7 separate regions of the Mus musculus genome follow, and all the other regions are linked to region 7. A link is a contact called in public HiCAR-type, HiChIP or PLAC-seq and promoter capture Hi-C data. All regions are on one chromosome and are shown on one strand. The core of a region is the stretch at or near the end of the contact, and the rest is flanking DNA. Distances in the headings are between cores, read along the strand shown. Region 1 overlaps Ctnnd2 (catenin (cadherin associated protein), delta 2). Region 2 overlaps Ctnnd2 (catenin (cadherin associated protein), delta 2). Region 3 overlaps Ctnnd2 (catenin (cadherin associated protein), delta 2). Region 4 overlaps Gm32011 (a long non-coding RNA gene). Region 5 has its middle 15 kb from the start of Gm32070. Region 6 overlaps Ctnnd2 (catenin (cadherin associated protein), delta 2). Region 7 holds the start of Ctnnd2 (catenin (cadherin associated protein), delta 2).

Region 1 (2,834 bases), core at 25-2,524, 720 kb before region 7:
GGTTCCCTAGCACGACACCAAAGGATGAGAACTAGTAAGCAGCTAGGATAATGGCAGCATTTAAATATTTAATGAGCACTGGTGATATGCCCTTTGCCACCCCATAGTGGGAGGGTAGTAAGTGGCCGGCTTAAGAATCACAGGACAGTGCTTCCATCCACACAGGAAGGAGGAGATCAGAGACAAACGGTTCTGACTTGTTACAGAAGAAAAGGTAGAACAGAGGAGCACATCTCAGAGTGGGAAGGCTCTGCTCAAGGCAGGGAGTGTGGCCCTTACCGAGGCAGGGGCATGCAGGTCCATGTGTCGTGGGAAATACCTGAGAAGTTCACATAGCTAGGACTCATAACTACAAACTTCTCATGCTGAGTCCTTCCAGGAAAATTCAAGAACAAGATTTTTAAGGGCATTCCTGTTAATTCTTACTCTAAGAAAAGCACTGTCTTTAAACTTTACTTGAAGTAAAACTATTTCCCAGAGAGTTTAGAGAATACTGTACTAGCATCCAAACAAACATCTGGATTCAAAATTTGGTTACAGAGAGGGCTGTGGCCCTGTCTCTCTTTAGCAGGTACTTCCATAGGGTTGGCAAAACTCTCACCAATGGATGCATAAGTAGAGTGTCCAGTGAAAGCCAGCCATGTGACATCAGCGTCCAGAGAAGGACACTGGTAGTGTGCCTGCTAAATGGAGACGTTCATGTCGGAGGAAAGGTGGATATGGCTGTGCAGGGCTGAGAGCCTCAGTGTCCACTGGCTGGGTGCAGTGTCTGGAAACACAACCTTCTCTAGTGCACACTTCCCAGCTGCTAGCCGAAGGGCAGCTCCACTGTTCCTTCCCCTAGAGGACAGTGTGCGAGGGATTTTATTTCATTTTTTAATCCCAGGGACCTCAAGAATGGAGTGAAGGCTGTTCTTACCACCAGCTTCAGGATAGCCGCCTTCAGACTTTTCCTGCACAGCAGGCAAAACTTACAGGTGTCAAGAGCATAGAACATTCCATGTTGAGGAAGCCTCCTTCTCAGGCTGCAGTGTCCTGAGTTCCCCAACATTGTACCCCAAGGCTTAACTTCTGACCTCAGTCAGTTGTAGCTCATGAATTCTTATCCCCACTTCCCAGAGTTAGACAAAACAATAACCAGGCCTTCAGAAACCTGCTATCAAACACATGCTACATCTCATGCCTCCTCTGTCAATGTCCCTTCTCATCTGCCTTTTCCTGTCCTGGGCATCCTGCCACCTGCATGGCAGCCTCCTTCCCCAGCCCCAGAGAGGCAGTTGCCATGCAACACAGAAGCATTAGTACCCGTCTCTACCCACACTCTAGGAACTGGGACATCAGGATGTACCAGATGGCTTTTTCTTTACTTTGGAAGTTCCTATGTTGGCTGAACTGGATGACATAAGGAAAATTTCTTAACTTCCACCATCTCAGCTGTGACATCCCTGCACGAAAATCTTGCAGCCATGCTAATGATTTTACTACACACCTTAAATGAAGAGCTGTCTGTCTGTCTGTCTGCCTGCCTGCCTGTCTCTATCTATCTATCTATCTATCTATCTATCTATCTATCTATCTATCTATCTATCTATCTATCTATCTACCTACCTACCTACCTACCTACCTACCTATCCATCCATCCATCCATCCATCCACCCACCCACCCAGCCACCCACCCAGTCATCTATCAGTGGTGATATTGTATTGAGGAAGGGGAGAACTGCATGCAGCTGTGAGTGTGTCACATCACCTGGTCCTGGGATTTCTTTTTCTTCTTCTTCTTGCCCCAGCACCCAGAACTCTCTGTGTCTTTGCCGTTGGTCTCCCCGCAGAGCAGCCCGTCCAGCTCGTCTGTGCCCATGTGCTGTCCCTGAGACGTTTCTGCTGCTAGCCGGTAGGAGAGGTTCCTCAAGATGCACACACAGTTTTCAACGGTCTGCAGCATCCCCAAAAGAAAGAGGGAAATGGGAGAATGAGTGTAAGTGAATCAGTTGATGGCTCTGCCTGTCTATTCTCCACGGACACGTTAGTCCTCGGATTTGTTCAGCTCCGCTCAGGGCTGCAGTAGGAAGAATTTGGATAAGCTTGGAAGGTCCTATGATCATGATCATTTCTCACTTGAGAGACAACAACACCAGATACTTCAACAAACGCCAGTCATGGGTCATTGAAAGGCACTTGTGAGACCTGGACACATTTGCAAATACAAGAACGCAAGCCATTAACAGGCTACTCCTGCCTGGAGTTTAAGGTGCCCAAGTCATTACAATCATAGGTTGTGGATATAGTTTGGCTCTGGTTGGAGATGTTGTTGCACACCATTTACTAAGAAATATACAGTTCAGCAATGCTGGAGACCACATAAGGGAGGCTCTGAGTATGGGACCTACAACATTTTGTCTTCTTGGCTTTGGTGGGAGTCCTAGCTCTGCCCAATGGCTGTGTGGCTTTGGCCACAGTGACTAAACCTTCTGTGCCTCTGTTTCTTCATTGGTAAAACAGTAACGATAAAAGCACTAGCTTCACAGGGCTGCGGGGAGGACAGGATAAGGTTATAGACAGGACATCACCTGTCATTGTCACCAGTGAGTTGTGGAGGTGATACAAGACAGGTTCAGACTTTAAGGGAAAGGTTCAGTAAACTGCATCCTGCAAGCTAGGACTAATCTGAGGCTTGATTTATATATAATAATGCTCGCCCAAATCCAGCACTTCTACATGTTGATGACCACTCCCAGCTGCTATAGTGTGACAAGAGTGTTCTAACAGAGGCTGTGTGACTCACAAGGCCCAAAGCATTTGTCCTTTGACCCTCTGCAGAAAGTGCTTCCTTA
Region 2 (2,891 bases), core at 65-2,564, 660 kb before region 7:
GTCACCCCTATCAAGATGTGACATTCAGGGAGGAGGCACTGTTCTGCAAGTGCTCAACTCAGAATTTGTTTCTCAGAGGTCAGAAGTAAGCAAACCAAGTTGTAGATTACGTTGTGTAGATTATACTTATGGGATAAATGTTTCAGTTAGCTTTGGGGACTGCATATCTGACTGGGCTAAGGGAGAAAGTGGGGGGAAATCAGACATTTGGGTGTTGAAAGATAGGAAGAAAGAGACATGGCAGGAAACTGTGGGCTCCAGGATGGGATGTTTTAAGTTTGAGATGCCTAAGTTAACTATCCAGGAGTGGTAGCAGAAGGCAGGTGCTGGGTGAGCCAAAGCACATGGCTAAGGACAGAAACGCAGAGGCCTCAGCACTTAGGTGGTACCTGGAGCCACAGGATAAAAAGAAATCGCAGAAATAGAGTTCAGACGAAGAGCCAACAGCTCAGGGCTGGTCCTTAGCATGTCAGCATTTAAGAGAGTAATGGTAAAGGCAGTTTGGCATCAGAAGAAAAGCATTAGAGAAGTTTCAGCTCTACAAACAGTTAGTCTTACAGTGGTATGGGTCTGAGATCTCCGCTAACCCTTCCGGTAACTTACAAGTGCTCAGAATTTTTAAAATAGAGAAGTGTAATAGAAAAGTATGTCTCCTTTTAGTGCGTATATGTTTGTATAGTTGGTACATGTGGTGAGTGTATGTATTTTTAATATGTATGTGAGTGTATGCATCTATGTGTGTGTATGGTGTGGGTACGTGTGTGAGTGTATTATGTATGTGTGTGGTGTTGGTATGCGTGTGTATAGTGTGTGGGTGTGTGTGGGGTATCGATGTGTGTGGTGTGAATCTGTGTGTGTGTGTGTGTGCGTTACTGGTGTGCTGTTTTGTTTGACTGTGATGTGTGCACTTGTTGGTGTGGATGTGCCTGTGTGCCTGTAGGGGCACCAGCATGGAAGGCCCCAGGCAGACATCATCGTCTGCTTGCTACCTTTACTTTTTGAGGCACGGACTGTGACTGAAGCTGCAGCTCATGGATTTGCAGAGGCCGGCTGACAACTCCGCAGATCCTTCTGGCTCTGCTCTGACTCTGATCTCCCCACACACTACTATGACAGGCAGCTGCCACAATGTCTGGCTTTCCCCAGGGCTTCAAGGGATCCAAACTCAGGCCCTCGTGTTTTTAGGCAGCCACTTTCCTAACTGAGCCCACAGATCCCTTTTATTATGTGCCTCCCCCTAAAATAAACCAATCCCACCGAAACTTGAGTTGCAATTGTCACTGCACACCATCTGGTGTAGGCCCATCAGTGGGCTGATTGAGGACAAAGAGATGCGAATTAGAAGGCTGATCATTACGTCAGGTTCTCGGAGACTATAAGCAGAACAAATGACAGGAGGGGAGAAAATCGCTTATTTTAGGCATTTTCTGAATCAAAGCAGCAACGACATGAGCAGAGCGTGGCCCAGGATGTATAATGACAAGGCCGCTATTATGACTGGAATGTAAAGTGTAATAGGATTTTCAGAAAACAATTTAGGAGAAGTGACAATCTTGCTTATTTAAATGCTGTGTGACGTTCAGTATTACTCCTCCAGGTAAATCACAAAATTGATAAAAAATGACTTCCAGAGATATTGTTGAATAGGCGGAACACATGTAATGCATTTATCTGTTGACTAACCCTCAGGTGCGTAGAAACGGTATTGTTTCCCAGGAACCAAAGAAAGCTTTTACTGAGCCATTATGCTGAAGTGTAGAGGCTCCGTGCTTTGTCTCCATCAAGAAGGCTTTTACAAGGCCCCTATTTTGGGCATTTCTTATTTCTCTGATATGGATAAGTAGACTGTATAATAATTTCAATTTATATTGTAGTTAATCATTATCAAATTTCAAGTGCATGCTTTGGTATATATTTTAAAGCTTTCTAAGACAATAAGTGCTACCTTATACCCTCTAACATTCAATTTAATACATGGCAAGGTTAAAACCTCCAGTGTAGGATAAAAGAGACAACACGGAAAAGAAATCCAGCCACAGATATGTAGAGTTACTAGGGCAGCCTCCTATAATCTCTTTTTGCTTAGCGGACACAAGTCATTTTACAGAAAGCAACACACATACTGCCTGCTCCTGTTTTTATATTCTGCACATAGTACCGATGTATTTTGATATCAACAAATATGTAGACATGTGTTCATTTTAATGCTTAGTAATGGTCTTTTGCATGGACAATATTACTGATTGGTTGACTGAGCTAGGAGGCAGGTTTTACTATGTAGCCTTGATGGGCCAGGAATTGGCTTTGGAGAGCAGGCTGCCTGTGAACAGGTCCATTTTAATCCAATCACATACTGATGGACTCTGAGCTGTGATTTTTTTTTCTTCTTACATCATTTCATACCATATCAACAATGTGTTTTAAATACATTTTATGTTTAATTCAACTTCATTGAGAACTTTTCTTAATATCTACTGAGTATAAATTCAAAAACTTTAAATGACTGGGTAAAGATCCCGGATACTTTAAATAGTAATAAATTGCCAACATGCTCCAAAGACATATGACAATTCAACCCAATAAAATGTTCACTGTGAGGTCTTTTCTAGCTGAACTAAGCAACTATTTTTACACTGGGGATTCTCACAGAATAGATGGTGTGAAAAGAATCTCCTTACTATAAAGGGTCTGTTTCAGCTACCTTCAGGTTGGTTGCTGGAACATCCCTTCCTAGTAGATGCAACTGGGACTAAACATATTAAACTGAAGAATGGTGGAGCCACCGAACAGTTGAGAAAGTATTGAAATGATGTGCAAAACTATTACTTTTTCTTTTCTTAATCTCTTTTTGGGGGGAACATTTGTCTATTGATATCTGTGCTCTATTTTTC
Region 3 (2,765 bases), core at 81-2,580, 590 kb before region 7:
GACCTTGTTTGAGGTAACTGTTCCAAGGCAGACTTGTGGAACTCTACATTTCATTAGTGTGAAGTGACTGAATAAAGAGGGCAGCAAATTCCAGGTGCTTTTGACCTGGTGGCACTAAGTAGCCCCTAAATAAGACTGGCTGACAGGGTCGTTGGTGGGTCGGTGCTTCATGCCAATATGTGTGACTGAAAGTTTCATTTATTCAGTGATTGGTCCGAACAACGTAAGAATTACCAGTGTCCCACAAAATTAAAGGTTTTGGGCACCAAACAACTAAAACCTTGAGGAGATTGTATTATCTTCCTTTCCTCCTCTCTACTGACAGCAATTTTTTTGTTTTTTAATCATAGAAACCTCTGAAAATCCAATTTTCAAAGTGATGACTTATTTAAAAAACAAAACAAGTCATAACCAAAATTTGAACTGTACTGATGAAGTTCATATGAGTGTCACTACACACCTGGTATTGTTATATTTTCTCAAAACATTTAAAATAAACCACTGTCCCTTTGAAATTTGTGCATGTCCCTTGAGCAAACTTAGCACTAGGAGCAGTCTGGGAGCAAGGACAAGCCGAATGTACCTATAACCGCTATTACTTAAGTCATAGCGAAGAATATCGTAATGAGTAATTGTTGGAGGAAGGGCAGATTATTTGCATAGGAACAGAAGTCAGCCTTGTAAAGTTTAATATTAGAATTTTAATTAAATGATTCACCAGAGAAGTCAGCTGAATATAAATATTTGTCCACTGGGGGAAAATAGATTTCCATTCATTCTGAGAATTTTCCTCTGATTGTATTTTGAAATATGCTATTCATGGTGATGAAGGACACACATCATAGCATTTCGTAATGAGTGTAGAACCAGAAGCGAAGGTGCTCCCTGCACACTGGCCCCAGGGTCCGTCCTCCTTCCCCCTTTTCTCCCAGTGTGCTGGGGTAGCAAGGGCGGGGAAAGCCTGGCAAGTGAGGGCTCTGCGTGAGCCCACACCCCTCACACCACACCAGATCAGGCAAGGAACCTTTGGTAACTCCCTGCTTCCTTCCAACTATGTCAGGAAAATGCCCAGGCACTAGAAGGTGGAGGCCATTCCAGCCTGGAATGGTTTGAGGTTAAATATGTAGTAAAATAAACTTTGTCCTCTGGGTGAACTTTTAGGGGAAAACTCCTACTAAACATTTTTGGGTACATGTGACTGGTCATGGATATGATTAGAGTGAGATGCAGCAAGGGAAGAAAAGTTTCCATTACTCAAGCCTGTCAATCAACGCAGAAAACCAACCTCCTTGGCAATCAGCTCCTTCTCTTGCTAGACCCACAAGGAAGTGCCAAACAGAAACTTGATGCTCTTGGCACTCTAACTCCAGGGAACTGATGCTCTTCTGCAGTGTGTATTGTGCTGTCTCCTTAAATACAACTTCTTGCTGCTTGTGATTTGTGTGCACTTTTCTAGTTCTTTGAATCAGCTGCCAAGAACCTGGAGACACCAGACAGAGACCCCTGGTAACAGAACAGTCTAAGCATCATGCCATATGCACTACAAAGCACCACTTCAGTGGCAGCTGTCAGAGAAAACACTTCTTTGATTACATACAACATGCTCTGCACAGTATAAAATTGGACTTAACATCTTCAATCTTATATTTGCTCTGAAGGGCTTTCCTCCCTGCCCTTTCTCCAGAGCCTTTGTTGGGTTGTGATGAACTTAGATTGCAGAGAGAGAGAGAGAGAAGTCACAGGAGAGAGCTGAGAGCCAGAGAAAGCAAACAAATTCAAGGCGAGCAAGCTCAGCTCTGAGGTCAATGTAACAAGCAATTCCTCGTGGATTTGACTGCACTCGAGTGATAAGAAAATATGAAACAGATCTCTACCACCTGAGACACGATTATTAGCTAATTATTGGATGTATTGTCTGCTGGATGCTGCATTACTTCCCAGCAAGCGCTGACATACTTTCCTTCCACACAGACAGAAATCACCTTAGTAAGAAGTAACATGTACTGGGCATGCTCTGTGCAGCTGGGAACTACATTTATGTCTTGCCCATTAATGTGAACCCATTTCCATCAGGATGGTACATTAATTCTCCCACACAGATGCAGTCACTGGGGGTTTAGAGGCACACAGCAATTTTCCCAAAGGCCATAATCGGGTGATTATTGTGCCTGTGACGACAACCAAGATGTCCACTATCTCATTAAACTTTTTAAAAATTATTTTACAAGTTAGGTACAAGAATAATTTGTACCCCTTAAAAATTCCATTAGGATCAGAAAAAAAATACTGAATCTAGTGCACACACAAGGTATACTGTAATTTTAGACCTAATTTATAATGAAAAACATATATTATTCACTCATATGGTACCATTTTCTGTTACTGGCTTTTATGCTTTCTCAGAGGTCCAGGACCATGACAGAGCTTGGAAAGATGGTTTCTCTCCACCAATGCCTGTACAGCTTGCTTCCTTCCTATTTGCGATCTGGTCTCAATTCTACAGTGAGCTTACTTTTCCAGATTCCCTCCTAATTTATGTTCTTTGTATCTCTTGTATTTCTTAGTCATCTGCCATTTGTTTAATGAATTGCCATGCCAGTCAAATAAAATGGACTTGCCTACATTATCTGTTTCACTAGACAACTGGGCTACTTGTCAGTCAGTGAGAAAAAAATCCTCCAGGTAAAATACTTTACCTTAGTTTTTTACTCTTAGTATTTTCATATTTAAGTCTTCTAAAAGGGATATTTTTCCAGGCAAACCAG
Region 4 (2,803 bases), core at 125-2,624, 920 kb before region 7:
AAACCATACAGTTCCTAATAGACGGGGGGAGATGATCATGAAGTGCAACCCCTAGCTGAAGAACTACTAGTAGTTGGTTGACTTTTAACATGAAAGTCCTGGAGATTCAGGATCAGTAAAACTACAGTAGTATCCAAGAGGTTGAGGTTTTTCAATGTTTCTTGGATCTTGGTTGTGGGGTGGCTTTCTCTGTTCTCTCTCTCTCTCTCTCTCTCTCTCTCTCTCTATATATATATATATATATATATATATATATATATACACACACACATATACACACACATATATATACACATACACATATACATATATACCTGCAGGTACAGGTGCACATACAGGTGCAGGTAGAGGAACAGGAATAGGAATAGGTACAGGCGCAGGTACAGAGTTATATGATCAGCAAGTCAGGGCAACATCAACCAGCATCGAAGCTTCCTTGGCGGTGCCTAGGCTGCCATCTTGGCACTGCCTGACCTGACTCCAGCTCAGCTCCTTCTTTGGCCCACCTGTCAGTCACTACATGGCTTGCTCTGATCGAGCCCCACAGTCTGCTCAGATGGACTATCACTCTCTCAGTGTTCCTTTCTGGGATGCTCTTCTGTTGCCGCCGTTGAATTCCTATCCTTCGAGGTCTGGAATGTATTCCACGGCTGTACAAAATCCTGCCCCCTTTGTCTCAGTGCTGTTTACCTTTCTTCCACCTTCCCTGGGACGTCCAGCAACAGGAAGCACCCTGGTCATCTTGACATGGTTTTCTTTTCATCAATCAGTCCTCAGACTAGATATTCAACTCCCTGCAAGCAACACCAGGTAACAGACTTCCTTACGCGCCTAACAGAATGTAGCTTTAACAGTAAATAATTGGGACATGTCATTTACAGTAAATAAGGTGACAATGGCCTTATGCCCAGTCCCTCCACCACTGCCATCAAAGCAATGTGGTTAGCTTCCTCTCCTTAGAATCTTGAGCCAGTTGAAGAGCTGCCCTGTGTTTCATTTTTGTCATTTAGATAGGTTCCGTCCTTTCATTCAGTAACTAGAGAGAATGATGTTTTAGGCCACCTACTATACACTGCCAATCCAATGTTCAACTAAGCCAGTCCCTAGAATACATGAAATCTCAGCCCCAGAGCAAAGAAGCAGAGAGTATGCCAACAAAGCAGATAATGCCACATCGTGTCAGATAGTGTCACATCATGTATTTGCTGTTTGATTTTTATCACCTAAGAAATACCATATCAGACAACATAAATTTAAAATGAGATTCTCTAATAAACAAGAGTGTTCTAATAACCAAGAAAATGCTGAGCCCAGTGAGCCGGATGACAGAAGATCCCAACAGCTTGCAGCTCAGTACATGTGCATGTTCAATCCAATCTGATGCCCGAATAACAGAATTAAACTTGCTTTTCTTGGCAGAAAGACAAAAGTAGACCTATCAGACACAGAACAGAAAAACTGTAACTTGTGACATCTGCCTAGAGCCACGAGCATTGTGCCACTAATGTTCTCTTTGTAGCAACCCAAGGCAATCCTTGGGTTTTCTGAGTAACTCTCAAGACATCCTTGGGATGTCATTTTGGAGAAAGAATTGGAACAGTTGCAGCACTCTGCTGAGGAGGAGATGGAGTTAGAGAACTACTCAGAAGACTGAAGGGAGCATCAGAGAGGAAAATCTGCAGCTCAAGCTGGCATCAGCAGCTGGCATCATGACAGGGTCTCGATATCGAGTTCAGGCTGGCTTTGAACTTACTAGTGGCCTAACTTTATCTACCAAGTACTGTGATTACAGGCTGTGCCCCTATGTCCACTCCCTTCTAAAGGAGCAGCATGATGAGATCTATTACAGTTTAGTAAGACCTTTTAAGGAGAGAGAGAGAGAGAGAGAGAGAGAGAGAGAGAGAGAGAGAGAGAGAGAGAGAGAGATCAGTTTAGAGGATACTGTTGGCTGGCTCTTCAACAAGTTCTTTTTGGCTGCTTATTCTGTTGAATGACAGGCCCAGTGCAAGGAGCAGAGAGAAAGCTTAATTGGCTCACAGTTTAATGGAAGACTTGGAACTTAGATAAACAGATATCAAAACAACTATATTTAGAAGCTGGGCTATGAGTAAGATGTTGTGATGACATAAACAAGTATGAGTGTATGTGAGTTCCATCTTTATGAGTGATCGGGACACAGCTTCCTTGAACAAATGGCATCTATTCTGACCCCAAGAGGGTGAGGAGAGTACCTTAGCGGTTCTAACAAAGGTAGAGAGCAAGGTAGTCTGTTGGGAAGATGGAGGCCCAGGAAATGTGGGAAGACAGAGGTTTGGGTTTTGGAGAAAGAATTGGGACCTACTGAGGAGGAGGTGGAGTTAGAGAACTACTCAGAAGACTGAAGGAAGCATCAGAGAGGAAAATCCGTAGGATGTGATGGTGAATTTGGGATGAGATATGGGTCAGGGAGGCTGGTTCCCTGGCTGAGTAAACTGGAGAGATATAGTCAGGATAAGTCACAAGCTGCAGAGTGGGGCTGGCGAGATGCTCACCACCCACCCAGGGAGATTCGTCTGCAGCAGGCAGCGTGGCATGGGCTGGCAATGACTTGAGTTATAGCGATGACAGAGTTCATTCAGATTTGAATGAAACCTGCTGCCATGTATGGAGCCCGACTTCGATGATCCTAAACCACCAAGCATCCTCGCTCCATCCATCATGGGGATGAGGAAATCCAAGAGGGGAGGTGAATCAATAGAGACATTTTGCTGTCATTTCTGCTCCAAATGCAAGTCAGTGTTGACGGAAAACTTTGATTCCATAT
Region 5 (2,861 bases), core at 220-2,719, 980 kb before region 7:
TACCTCCCTCCTTCTTCTGAAGAGGCACCATTACCATGGCTCTCTCTGAGGACCCAAAGCTTCAAGGGAAGCTGTCCTCTGAGGACATAGCCCATTCTTATCCAGTGAGGCTCATTTTCCCCATCCCGCTTAAGAGTCTAAGTCCTGGGTGGGATATGAGAGCTGGCATGTCCGGCAAAGCTTCCACGGCTGTGACTGTTAATTAGGGGACCATGCTTTGAGCCTCACTGGCCTGAGCTGCCTGAGTTGATGGGATCTCACTGGTTGAATCTGGTAGGACCCATGGCCAGACAGGACAAGTCTGTGAGGAGGGATTTGCAGAAGCTAATTTGCATATGGGAGTTTCCATGCTGGGAAATTATATGGAAGCCTCCCTGTGTCTTGGGGATTGGGTATGATGTCAGAGGTTGATTTCTGAGTCTAGCCCCTGGGTCTGGGTCTCAGTTCTTAGAAGTGAACTGGGCAGAAGCTCAAAGTGATGGTTTCTGTGTAACAGAAGAGTCCCCAACATTATCCCTTTGGGCCGATGAGACAAGGTTTAATTTAGAAAAGAGGAGAAGAGGAAAGCAAACTTTCATGTGTATACACCTGTACAACTGCACATGTCTTGTGCACATGCATGCATGTGTATATGAACTAGCATGCAACCATATGCAGGAATACATGTCCACCTGAGTGTGGACATGTTTTGGGGGAGACACATATATAACACAGAGATGCAGTCTTGAAAAGTGTTTTGGCTTTACTTGGGCAAGACAAAGCCACCGGCACCTGCAGCTCTTCCACAAAGGTGACAAGAGTGCCACCCAAAGTGAGCAAACCCTGTGTGTTTGAATGCTCGCTGCACTTGAAGCCATCTATTTTTGTGTGAAAGATCTCTTTGCTGTTCTGTTCCTGAATATCTTGCGCTTGCTGCTTCCAACCTTGCTCCCCTACCCGGCGAAGCCCTCCAGTAAGCCTTTCATTGCGGCTCTGCCTTTCTGTGTGGATTACACGGAGGGAAGTTTAGAATCTCTTTTAGCTTTTGTTGCTGTTCCCCTCTCTGGCCGCTTGTTTTGAGGCTATAGATATTTTACCTCACAGAGAGGGGATCTGAGCGCTCTGAGTTCTTTGTTCACAGATAAACCTGGGCCTGGAGCCCTGCTTCTTGCAGATGCACAGAATCTGTGCCGAGCCATCTGCCAGCAGGTGGCAGAGCGCGCATCCTGCTAGTTTTGATAGGCGCTTCCAGAGTTTGCACTGAGCACTGTCTGTTCCGACTGCCCCTCTCTATTATAACTTACGAGGCAGGAGCTTGGGTCCTGAGGTTAACTGCATTCTTATTTCTGGCATGTTCCCGCCATCCCGCTGTCTGAGATCTGCTCCGTTATATTTTCTGTGGTTTTGTCCTCTCTCAGTGCCCTCCTCATTTGTCCCAGGAGCTGGCTCAGAGCGCTCTTACAGCCGCTGATTCCAGACCTGAGAGCGACCCTTGATGAGTGGTCACAAGTCCAGCCAGGACTTGTGTGATTAGTCATGTGAAAGGCCAGTCCTCTTGAGGCAAGAGAACAAGTCTGGGGGTATGATTGATGTCCCACAGCAATACCAAGAAGCTTTCCAGCCCCTCCCCCATAACCTTGCTGGTCTCTTCATCTGTTCTATCCCTTTCCTTCCTTCTTTCTCCTTGCAGGCCTTCCTCAGTGAGTCACTAAAACCTGAACCTTCTCTCAGGATCTGCTTCTAGGGACCCAAAGTAGAGCTGAATAGAATGTCTAGGTGTGTGTGTGTGTGTGTGTGTGTGTGTGTGTGCATATGTGTGCATATGTGTGCATGTGCATGAACACACATATGTGTGCATATACACATGTGTGTGCATGTGTGTGCATATGCATCTGTGTGCACAAGCATGTGTGTGTGTGTGTGTGTGTGTGTGTGTAGCTACTTGAATACTATTCTTCACGCTCATCCTCTCTGTGCCCCATTGAGCATTACATGTCTGGGACCTCTTCTGGTGCTATTTATGCATCCAGCTCTCTGCTCCTCCCTGCTCATAGTGGAGCTGTCGTTGTATACAGCCATTTACAAATGGCAGCAGATTGCCTCTTCTCTATGTGACCACAGACACAGTCTTTATGCATTTCCTTGCATGTGGAGCCTTGGCCTGGAGTGACAGATGCCTAGGTGAACAGCCACTGGGGATTCATGCCAAGACTGAAGGCAGTATGCCTAGCTTCATGGAGCCCTACAGATGGCTCCATGGCTTCGCTGGCTCTCAAGTGTGTCTCTTCTCACACCCTCTTCTACAGCTGGAGACCCATCCAGTGGTGGCTTGTATTCTGGTGCTGGGTTTCCACTGTTGTTCTAATTTTCTCCACATTGCAGGGAACGTTCAGTGTCGTCTCTATGTGCACTTGTCAGATAGCTCCCATTCACAGAAACACCTACTGGTTTAAAAAAAAAAAACAACAATTTAAAGACATTCTTTGTTTATTGTAGACATTAATCCCTTGCTGCTTTATTCAGCAAGAGTATCTCCGTCGAGTGGACCGTCTGTCTTTTTCCTTGGCTTGTGGCATCCTTTGCTGAGAGGAAGTCCTTGGGATTGCTGCCTTATGTTCTCACCGTCACGGGGAGATTTGGATGAAATAGCTCTTTTATATCTCACTTGGTATTTAGCACACTGTTCCCAATAGAAGCAGGTAGAAATCCACAGGGAGCGGTGTCAAAGGGCAGGAACACATCCACCTTTCCTACACTCTGGATTTCTCTTCTCCAAACCCTATTTGTGTTTTGGAGCCTTCATGGGCAGGGGCCCTCATGGGTCATCTCCCTGAACCCTAGAGATAGGTGTCTTGACTTACTTGAACAACAAGGACACTCCA
Region 6 (2,817 bases), core at 232-2,731, 680 kb before region 7:
GGACCACCTCATAAGATGGAACCCCTGGAACCACTAACTGGGACCCTGAAACTGGATCACAGGACTAGGGAGAACACTGTACTATTTATTATTCTGTTAAAAGGACGATTCTTTTTGTGGTAGAAGGCAATTGATATGGAGATGTCTATCAGGTCAATGTGCAGAGAATATGAAACTATGGAGCTCTGAATTCTAACTAGGACATCTGTATCACATTTCCTTCTGCCAAGGTGCATAGATCATCACATAAGAGGGTTGAGAAGGATTGTATACGCCAAAGGTAAATGTTTGTAGCAAGAGCAACAATGGACAGGAATGGTAGTGCAGCTGCACATGTGAGCTCACAGTGGCTGGGGCTGCACATGGTTATGACATTGCTATAACATCGGCAAAAGCCAAGCATGGATGGGGCAGGGGCTCATGAGACCCCACCCACATCTCAGGAGTTACTGATGTTTATTACAGTGGGGAGAGGGAGAGTCAGTACAAGTGAGGGATGTGGGCCTGGAGGGGGTCTCCATGTTCTAGGACATGGCAGCAACCCATACACATAGAGGCAACACTAAATGAGCTTTAAAAGACAGCACATGAATTTGGGAGGTAAATGTAAGGAAGACAAGAGAGAGATTGGAGGGCAAGAATGGGGAGTAGATTTGATCCAGGCACAGCATATGCATGTGTGCATACAATATAAAGAACATTCATCTGAGTAGGCTGATAATGCTGGCATGATACTAACATAAAAAATAATTTTTTTTCTTCTTACCTGTGGCTAATGAGAGAGTAAACCAGATAAAGATAATGTCCTCAGAGCCTCTAGTCTCGGTGCGATTATCATCAGCATTACTTTGTGACGGGTTTGCTCAAGGTCACTCTAGAATTAGTGGCACCGTGGGATCAAGCGCTCATCCATTATATGGGTTAAAATGACTAATTGCGGGTGTAGTTTAATTACACTCATAGGCACAGGCACAAGTGCAGCTCCTTTGACAGGCTTAATAACATTCTGCGTACACAAAGATAGATGAGAAAAACTGGGGTTGTATATTGTTGTCCTTCAGGACAAGATGCTGACGTGGGAATAGGATAATAAAAATAAATAAATGACCTGGTGGCCTGGGCGCAGGAGTGGTGGAAGTTAACAGAGCCAGCCTCATGTGCGCACTTCCACTGCTGATAAAGTCCTAAGTTCCCATGACAGAATGTAGCACAGCCGCAGAGTAACGTGAACGCGCCGTCGTATGGAGCTAGTCGCTGGATTAAAAGGGAGGAAAAAAGGGGCCGCTTATCAAGGCTTTACCTAGAGCTCATTCTCAAATGATGATGATGGCCACGCCAAGGATCTTTAGGGTATTGATCTGCGATGTTTTAAATGGGAAACGCAGCAGCCATCTTTGAGAGAAAACCCAGGAAGCATATGTTCTGCAGGCAGCTGCCGGAGCGTTACAGTGAGAATGATGTATATGCATCACGTCACATGCCCTGTACAGGAACCCAGAATGACTTCTGGCTGAATACAGCCTTCTATAAATCCTAGCTGAGCTCCGAGGATGTTGGGAGAGAAAGTGAAAAGAAGGCTCCTGGGCGAGAGCAGGGCACACAGAAACCACACACCCTTCTAGGAAGCCTCCTCCTTCATGCACACCCAGTCAAGGGGCTTGGAGTCAAACCTTAGTCTGAGACAGTCACATCTGGACATGCAGACCTCAGCCCTGCATGGTTAATCCCTTTCTTCCCTAATGAGCTATAGAGGTGATTGGGTTTACACACAGACAGAAAGAAGCCCCCGCCCCCTCTGGACCTTCTGTCCCACTTTGTGAGGACTGTTTGGGAACAACGCTTTACTCATTTTTGTCCCTGTCCTGTGTCCTAAGGTGAACCCTGGCTCTGACAGTCCCCTCCGGAAACATGAGAAACAGTTGTTTTCTGGGTCTGCCAGAACAGAGTCTCAGAAAACTCATGGCTGAAAACAGTAGAAACGTATCCTCTCAGGGTTCTAGAGGATTCCACAATCCAGGTGCCAGCAGGTCCATGTTCACCCTGAAGGCGCTAGAGAAGAACAACTTTTCTATGACGGCCTTAGGTATCCTTACTGTTTCTCAGCATGTCGCTGCCTCATTGTCTGTCTGGGTTCCAAGGCCTCTTCCTCTGTGCATCTATGTATTCATGCTTGCACTTTGGTCCATGCTAATCTAACCAATCAGATCTCCCAAAACACTGTGTCCAAGAAGGGTCACCTTTCAAGGTCACAGAGACACGAATTTTCGAGGCATGTTTATCTCAGCCACTACACTGAATTGGGTCAGCAAGAACTTGCCCACAGTCAGATGAGATCTGGTCTCCTTACAGCCTGCTAATGTGTGTTTTCAGCTGAAGGTGATCATTATAATGGCCAAAGGTTAAGAGGCACATTTGATTACACAGTGCTCAGCAAAACAGTCGTCAGTACAGATCCAAATCTATTCGCAGGTTTGACCTGGTCTGCATAAAGTCATTTTTGTTTTTTTGGAGTTCTTAATCATGAAAGGAGGAAAAAAATAATTCCACTCAGATTTATGCCCCAAGCCTTCCTAATAATTGCTAACATTTTTTTCTAGACAATATGTTAAAGTGGTTTTTGTTTTATCTTGAACAAGATTTTTAAAATGGCTTTATATAAAAATAAAGTTTGGATGTAGCAGAAGTGAACAAAAGATGGAATTATAAAATAAAAATAAGTGAGAATGTGTATGAGTGTGTTTGGGATGAGGGAGGGAGGCATGGTGGTGGCAGTACATGGAGTTAAACCTTGCCCTGCCCTGCATCTTCTTGGCTCAT
Region 7 (2,998 bases), core at 146-2,645:
AAACACATTACACACAAGAAGAAGAGGAAGGGGGGAGCGAAACGCAGCTTTGCTTTCAGCCATTAATTACGAATCACCCAAATATCGCTACGCCTATCTCCCATGCACAAGCACCCTTGCCAAACCTGGCTGTCAGGCAGCGCTTTCCAGAGCCTCGCTATCTATTGTCAGGACAGAGAAGCCCCCGGAAGCCTGTGAATCCCTCTGAAAATGCTTCCTCGGAAACGCTAAATATAGACCAAAGGGGTCTGGGTCTGGCGAGCAGCGGGAGACTGAAGAAACGGCCATGGACGCATATGACTAAGTCTTTCCATTTTGTTCTAGCCAAACATCGTAATGACATTGAACATAAGGGCAAAAGACTGGAAGGAAGTCTTCCCCGCCCCCACCCCGTCTTCTCCGGTATATTAGGGACGTCATGAATGCAACCGGGTTGCTCTGGAGGGTGGCGGGGAGCAGTCGGTGTTGCCCTATATACGCGTCCTCCGAGGTAGAGGGGTGGCAGGGAGGGGAGCACGCGGAGAAGCCACTTGGTAACCGCTCCAAGAAAGACACTGACCCCGGACCCCGTTGCGGGGAGAGCCGCCTTCCAAGAGGGGAGCCGGTAGGATCGCGGTCCTCCCCCGGGGCAGACAGCACCCCACTGCCGCCCGCCGCCACCCCTAGCCCCGCTGGAAGCGGAGGACCAACCCCCACCGGCGGTGAGCAAGAGGACGACGCCCGGAGGATGCGCCCGGCTCCAGCAGCTCAGCTAAGGCAACTCACCGAACGGCGCGGCGCCCGACTGCTTCCTGGCGAACATGCACCCGCCGCCAAAGACAGCTCCTCAGTCGGGGGAAAGGCGTGCGCGCCGCCGCCCGGCTTCAGAGCAAGGTCCTGACCTTGCCCAGCTGCAGCATCCTCCGCTTTTGTTGTCGGAGCGCGGCCGCGGGACAAGTGATGCTGGCGGGGAGCAGGGGCGAGCGCGGCAGGCGAGAGGCGGCTCCCGACGCGAGTGCGCAGCGCCCGGCCCGGCCGCCCCTCCGAGCGCGGCGAGCGTAGCGCCCCCTGCCCGACTCGGCGGGCGCCGCGGGATGCTCAGGGTTCCGCGGGGCTCCCCGGGCTCGGGCCGGGCTACCGAGCCGCCGCGCCCGCCGCTCCGCTCGGCCGGTTGCCGCCGCGGGCGCGAGCCTGGGCCGCCCTGGCGCCCGGCGCCGAGCGCTCTCGAGCTGCGCCCTGCGCGCCGCCCGCGCCACCTGTGTCGCCGCCGCCGCCGCCGCCGCCGAGAGCGAGGCTCCTCCCGCCGCGCGCCGCAGCTCAGCCTCCGGCTCAGCCGCGGCGGCCGGCTCCGGCGCTTGGCTAGTGAGCGAGCGAGCGTCCGCCCCACCACCGAAACCTGCCCCGGGTGCGGAGCATGCCCAGTGCCGCCGAGAGAGCGCGGCGCCTCGCCACGCGAATTCCACTTCTGGTTTTCGCGGCGGCAGCAACAGCAGCAGAGATGGGAGGAGGCGGCTCAGGTTGGGAGAGGGCCGCGCATCCCCGGGAACAGACAGCACCCGAGATAGAGCCTACGCGGAGAGTTGATTCTGCGGGGCAGATGTTGGTCTGCAAAGGGGCAGCGATTGAGGGGTTTTAGAGTAGCTTGTGAGTTAAGGAGAGCACCGGGCCAGCCATGAAAGCTAGTGGATGGGGGTGGATGTTCTTGTAGATTCTAGGGTTCCAAAGCAAAGAACGCATGACGTCTGTGAAAGGTTCTTTCGTAGTGTTGGGGCCCCATCTCCACCACCTCCTGCTCTGATTATGCTTTATGCAAACTCAGTCTGGTTTTAAAATCTGGAATATGAGTAAACTTCCTACAAGGAAGACCCTTGCTGGATCTAGAGCTTTAATGAATTCTCTTCGTCTTCCTGTCACGTCTCACCCAGTTGTCTTCTTGGACACCTCCACGACTGTTTTCCTCTTCTCTTCCATTGTCCCGTGCTAAAATGAAAACTTTGCTCCTCCTCCACTGACCGCGGTGGAGTCTGTGAAGCTTGCTCCATTTCCAACTGAGATTTCCGAATGTCTCTCAGTTAGTCAGTCATTAGGCAACACAGAGTGCTAAATCTAGCAAGCAAAGTCACACTATGAAAAGTCTTGTTGGAAAACGAAACCCATGCCAAGTTCCAAGGCAGGCAGGCCCTCAGGACCTTCATCTATGTCCCTGTGTGGCTGCAAAGTCTGTCAGTCACATGCAGGACAAATACGTCCCATAATTATTCCACCAAAGATCCTTACTTTGAAGCCAGCCCACCCCACCCTACTCTTTCCCAGAGCCATTTTCTGAGACACAGATAAATGGACCAGGAACCCCGAACTTGTAATAAGAGGGGTTCCAGCTTCAGTAATCTCAGGGACATTTCTATTCAGTTTGCAAGAGATTATCCAACAAGGTCAAAATGCTTGCATTAAATCTGAGATAGCCTCTATTATTCTCTGGAGTTAGTGAAAGGCTGAGGCAAGTGGAAAGAAAAGTTAAGCAGACTAAATATGTAAAGGAACAGACAAGAGATTGAGTAATGACTGTTCACAACAGGGAAATGTGCACCGTCAGTCATTCCATCTACCTCTAGTAGGCTCAGTCTCACTCCCAAAAGTTGTTCTCCAGTGTAGGTTCTCCTTCGAAGCTGGTGTGACATTAACATAGCCTGATTCCTGTGAGGGAAGATATGTGGTCATTTGCAGGTTTGGTTTTTTGTTTTTTTGTTTTTTTGTTTTTTTTTTTCCCACATCAGCTTCAGTTGAATCTGGAATTTGGGGCTTGTAAGGCACACCAGCTGTCACATCTCGTGTGTGTGTGTGTGTGTGTGTGTGTGTGTGTGTGTGTGTTACATAATAAAAGATGCGCTTAGCCTCTGTGTGTCTGTTTCTGTTTGTACTTGTGTGATTTGTATGTGCTAGCATGTGTGAGAGATACGTGTATGTATGTATGTGAGGCATGTGGTCTATGTGAATATGTGTGCTGATGCCCGGAGACCAG

Evidence for each region. Promoter capture Hi-C pulls out the DNA fragments that hold promoters and counts their contacts. HiCAR-type assays count read pairs that join an accessible place to other places. HiChIP or PLAC-seq counts read pairs in DNA pulled down with a chosen protein or histone mark.
Region 1: a contact with region 7 is called in a promoter capture Hi-C map of hippocampal neurons, with 8 times the contacts expected there. The contact joins the enhancer-like site here to the promoter of Ctnnd2 in region 7. A contact is called at or near these places in 2 of 39 promoter capture datasets (hippocampal neurons and neutrophils), 1 of 484 Hi-C or Micro-C datasets (cerebellar granule neurons) and 2 of 115 datasets of contacts at active chromatin or transcription factors (astrocytes and neural progenitor cells).
Region 2: a promoter capture Hi-C map of hippocampal neurons shows a contact between it and region 7, with 6 times the contacts expected there. The contact joins the enhancer-like site here to the promoter of Ctnnd2 in region 7. A contact is called at or near these places in 5 of 39 promoter capture datasets (cranial neural crest, embryonic stem cells, hippocampal neurons and 1 more) and 8 of 115 datasets of contacts at active chromatin or transcription factors (PVALB interneurons, SST interneurons, astrocytes and 5 more).
Region 3: a contact with region 7 is called in a HiCAR-type map of astrocytes, with 4 times the contacts expected there. The contact joins the enhancer-like site here to the promoter of Ctnnd2 in region 7. A contact is called at or near these places in 12 of 39 promoter capture datasets (the C10 cell line, cranial neural crest, embryonic stem cells and 9 more), 4 of 115 datasets of contacts at active chromatin or transcription factors (astrocytes, embryonic forebrain, forebrain and 1 more) and 1 of 9 other capture datasets (embryonic stem cells).
Region 4: a promoter capture Hi-C map of hippocampal neurons shows a contact between it and region 7, with 4 times the contacts expected there. The contact joins the enhancer-like site here to the promoter of Ctnnd2 in region 7. A contact is called at or near these places in 2 of 39 promoter capture datasets (hippocampal neurons and second pharyngeal arch cranial neural crest), 1 of 484 Hi-C or Micro-C datasets (cerebral cortex) and 1 of 115 datasets of contacts at active chromatin or transcription factors (astrocytes).
Region 5: a contact with region 7 is called in an H3K4me3 HiChIP or PLAC-seq map of neural tube, with 7 times the contacts expected there. The contact joins the enhancer-like site here to the promoter of Ctnnd2 in region 7. A contact is called at or near these places in 5 of 39 promoter capture datasets (HPC-7-derived erythroid cells, cranial neural crest, frontonasal cranial neural crest and 2 more), 2 of 484 Hi-C or Micro-C datasets (cerebral cortex and ventral hippocampal neurons), 6 of 115 datasets of contacts at active chromatin or transcription factors (SST interneurons, astrocytes, embryonic forebrain and 3 more) and 1 of 9 other capture datasets (embryonic stem cells).
Region 6: an H3K27ac HiChIP or PLAC-seq map of SST interneurons shows a contact between it and region 7, with 3 times the contacts expected there. The contact joins the enhancer-like site here to the promoter of Ctnnd2 in region 7. A contact is called at or near these places in 2 of 39 promoter capture datasets (embryonic stem cells and neutrophils) and 4 of 115 datasets of contacts at active chromatin or transcription factors (SST interneurons, astrocytes, neural progenitor cells and 1 more).

The regions. Positions count from the first base shown.
Region 1 is chr15:30,886,196-30,889,029 of GRCm38.p6, reverse strand. Ctnnd2 (catenin (cadherin associated protein), delta 2) reads right to left here. Exons shown (of 23, transcript NM_008729.3): 14 at 1,751-1,936. Among named protein-coding and RNA genes, the nearest start is that of Gm52177, 45 kb to the left of the region's middle. Within about 2 kb of position 1,274, at least 14 of the 459 cell types and tissues checked have an H3K27ac peak or open chromatin away from gene starts, as enhancers often do. A contact at or near this core is called in hippocampal neurons, where this site is marked.
Region 2 is chr15:30,826,039-30,828,929 of GRCm38.p6, reverse strand. The region is part of intron 11 of Ctnnd2 (catenin (cadherin associated protein), delta 2); the gene reads right to left. Among named protein-coding and RNA genes, the nearest start is that of Gm52177, 110 kb to the left of the region's middle. Within about 2 kb of position 1,314, at least 19 of the 459 cell types and tissues checked have an H3K27ac peak or open chromatin away from gene starts, as enhancers often do. A contact at or near this core is called in embryonic forebrain and hippocampal neurons, where this site is marked.
Region 3 is chr15:30,761,671-30,764,435 of GRCm38.p6, reverse strand. All of the region lies in intron 9 of Ctnnd2 (catenin (cadherin associated protein), delta 2), which reads right to left. Among named protein-coding and RNA genes, the nearest start is that of Gm41283, 80 kb to the right of the region's middle. Within about 2 kb of position 1,330, at least 10 of the 459 cell types and tissues checked have an H3K27ac peak or open chromatin away from gene starts, as enhancers often do. A contact at or near this core is called in astrocytes, where this site is marked.
Region 4 is chr15:31,096,067-31,098,869 of GRCm38.p6, reverse strand. The region is part of intron 2 of Gm32011 (a long non-coding RNA gene); the gene reads right to left. Among named protein-coding and RNA genes, the nearest start is that of Gm32011, 5.2 kb to the right of the region's middle. Within about 2 kb of position 1,374, at least 1 of the 459 cell types and tissues checked has an H3K27ac peak or open chromatin away from gene starts, as enhancers often do. A contact at or near this core is called in hippocampal neurons, where this site is marked.
Region 5 is chr15:31,149,334-31,152,194 of GRCm38.p6, reverse strand. No RefSeq gene overlaps it. Among named protein-coding and RNA genes, the nearest start is that of Gm32070, 15 kb to the right of the region's middle. Within about 2 kb of position 1,469, at least 15 of the 459 cell types and tissues checked have an H3K27ac peak or open chromatin away from gene starts, as enhancers often do. A contact at or near this core is called in SST interneurons and neural tube, where this site is marked.
Region 6 is chr15:30,851,880-30,854,696 of GRCm38.p6, reverse strand. All of the region lies in intron 12 of Ctnnd2 (catenin (cadherin associated protein), delta 2), which reads right to left. Among named protein-coding and RNA genes, the nearest start is that of Gm52177, 80 kb to the left of the region's middle. Within about 2 kb of position 1,481, at least 3 of the 459 cell types and tissues checked have an H3K27ac peak or open chromatin away from gene starts, as enhancers often do. A contact at or near this core is called in SST interneurons, where this site is marked.
Region 7 is chr15:30,170,931-30,173,928 of GRCm38.p6, reverse strand. Ctnnd2 (catenin (cadherin associated protein), delta 2) reads right to left here and starts at 1,395. Exons shown (of 23, transcript NM_008729.3): 1 at 766-1,395. The coding sequence starts at 802. It overlaps Gm31953 (a long non-coding RNA gene), which reads right to left and starts at 759. Exons shown (of 2, transcript XR_875097.3): 1 at 126-759.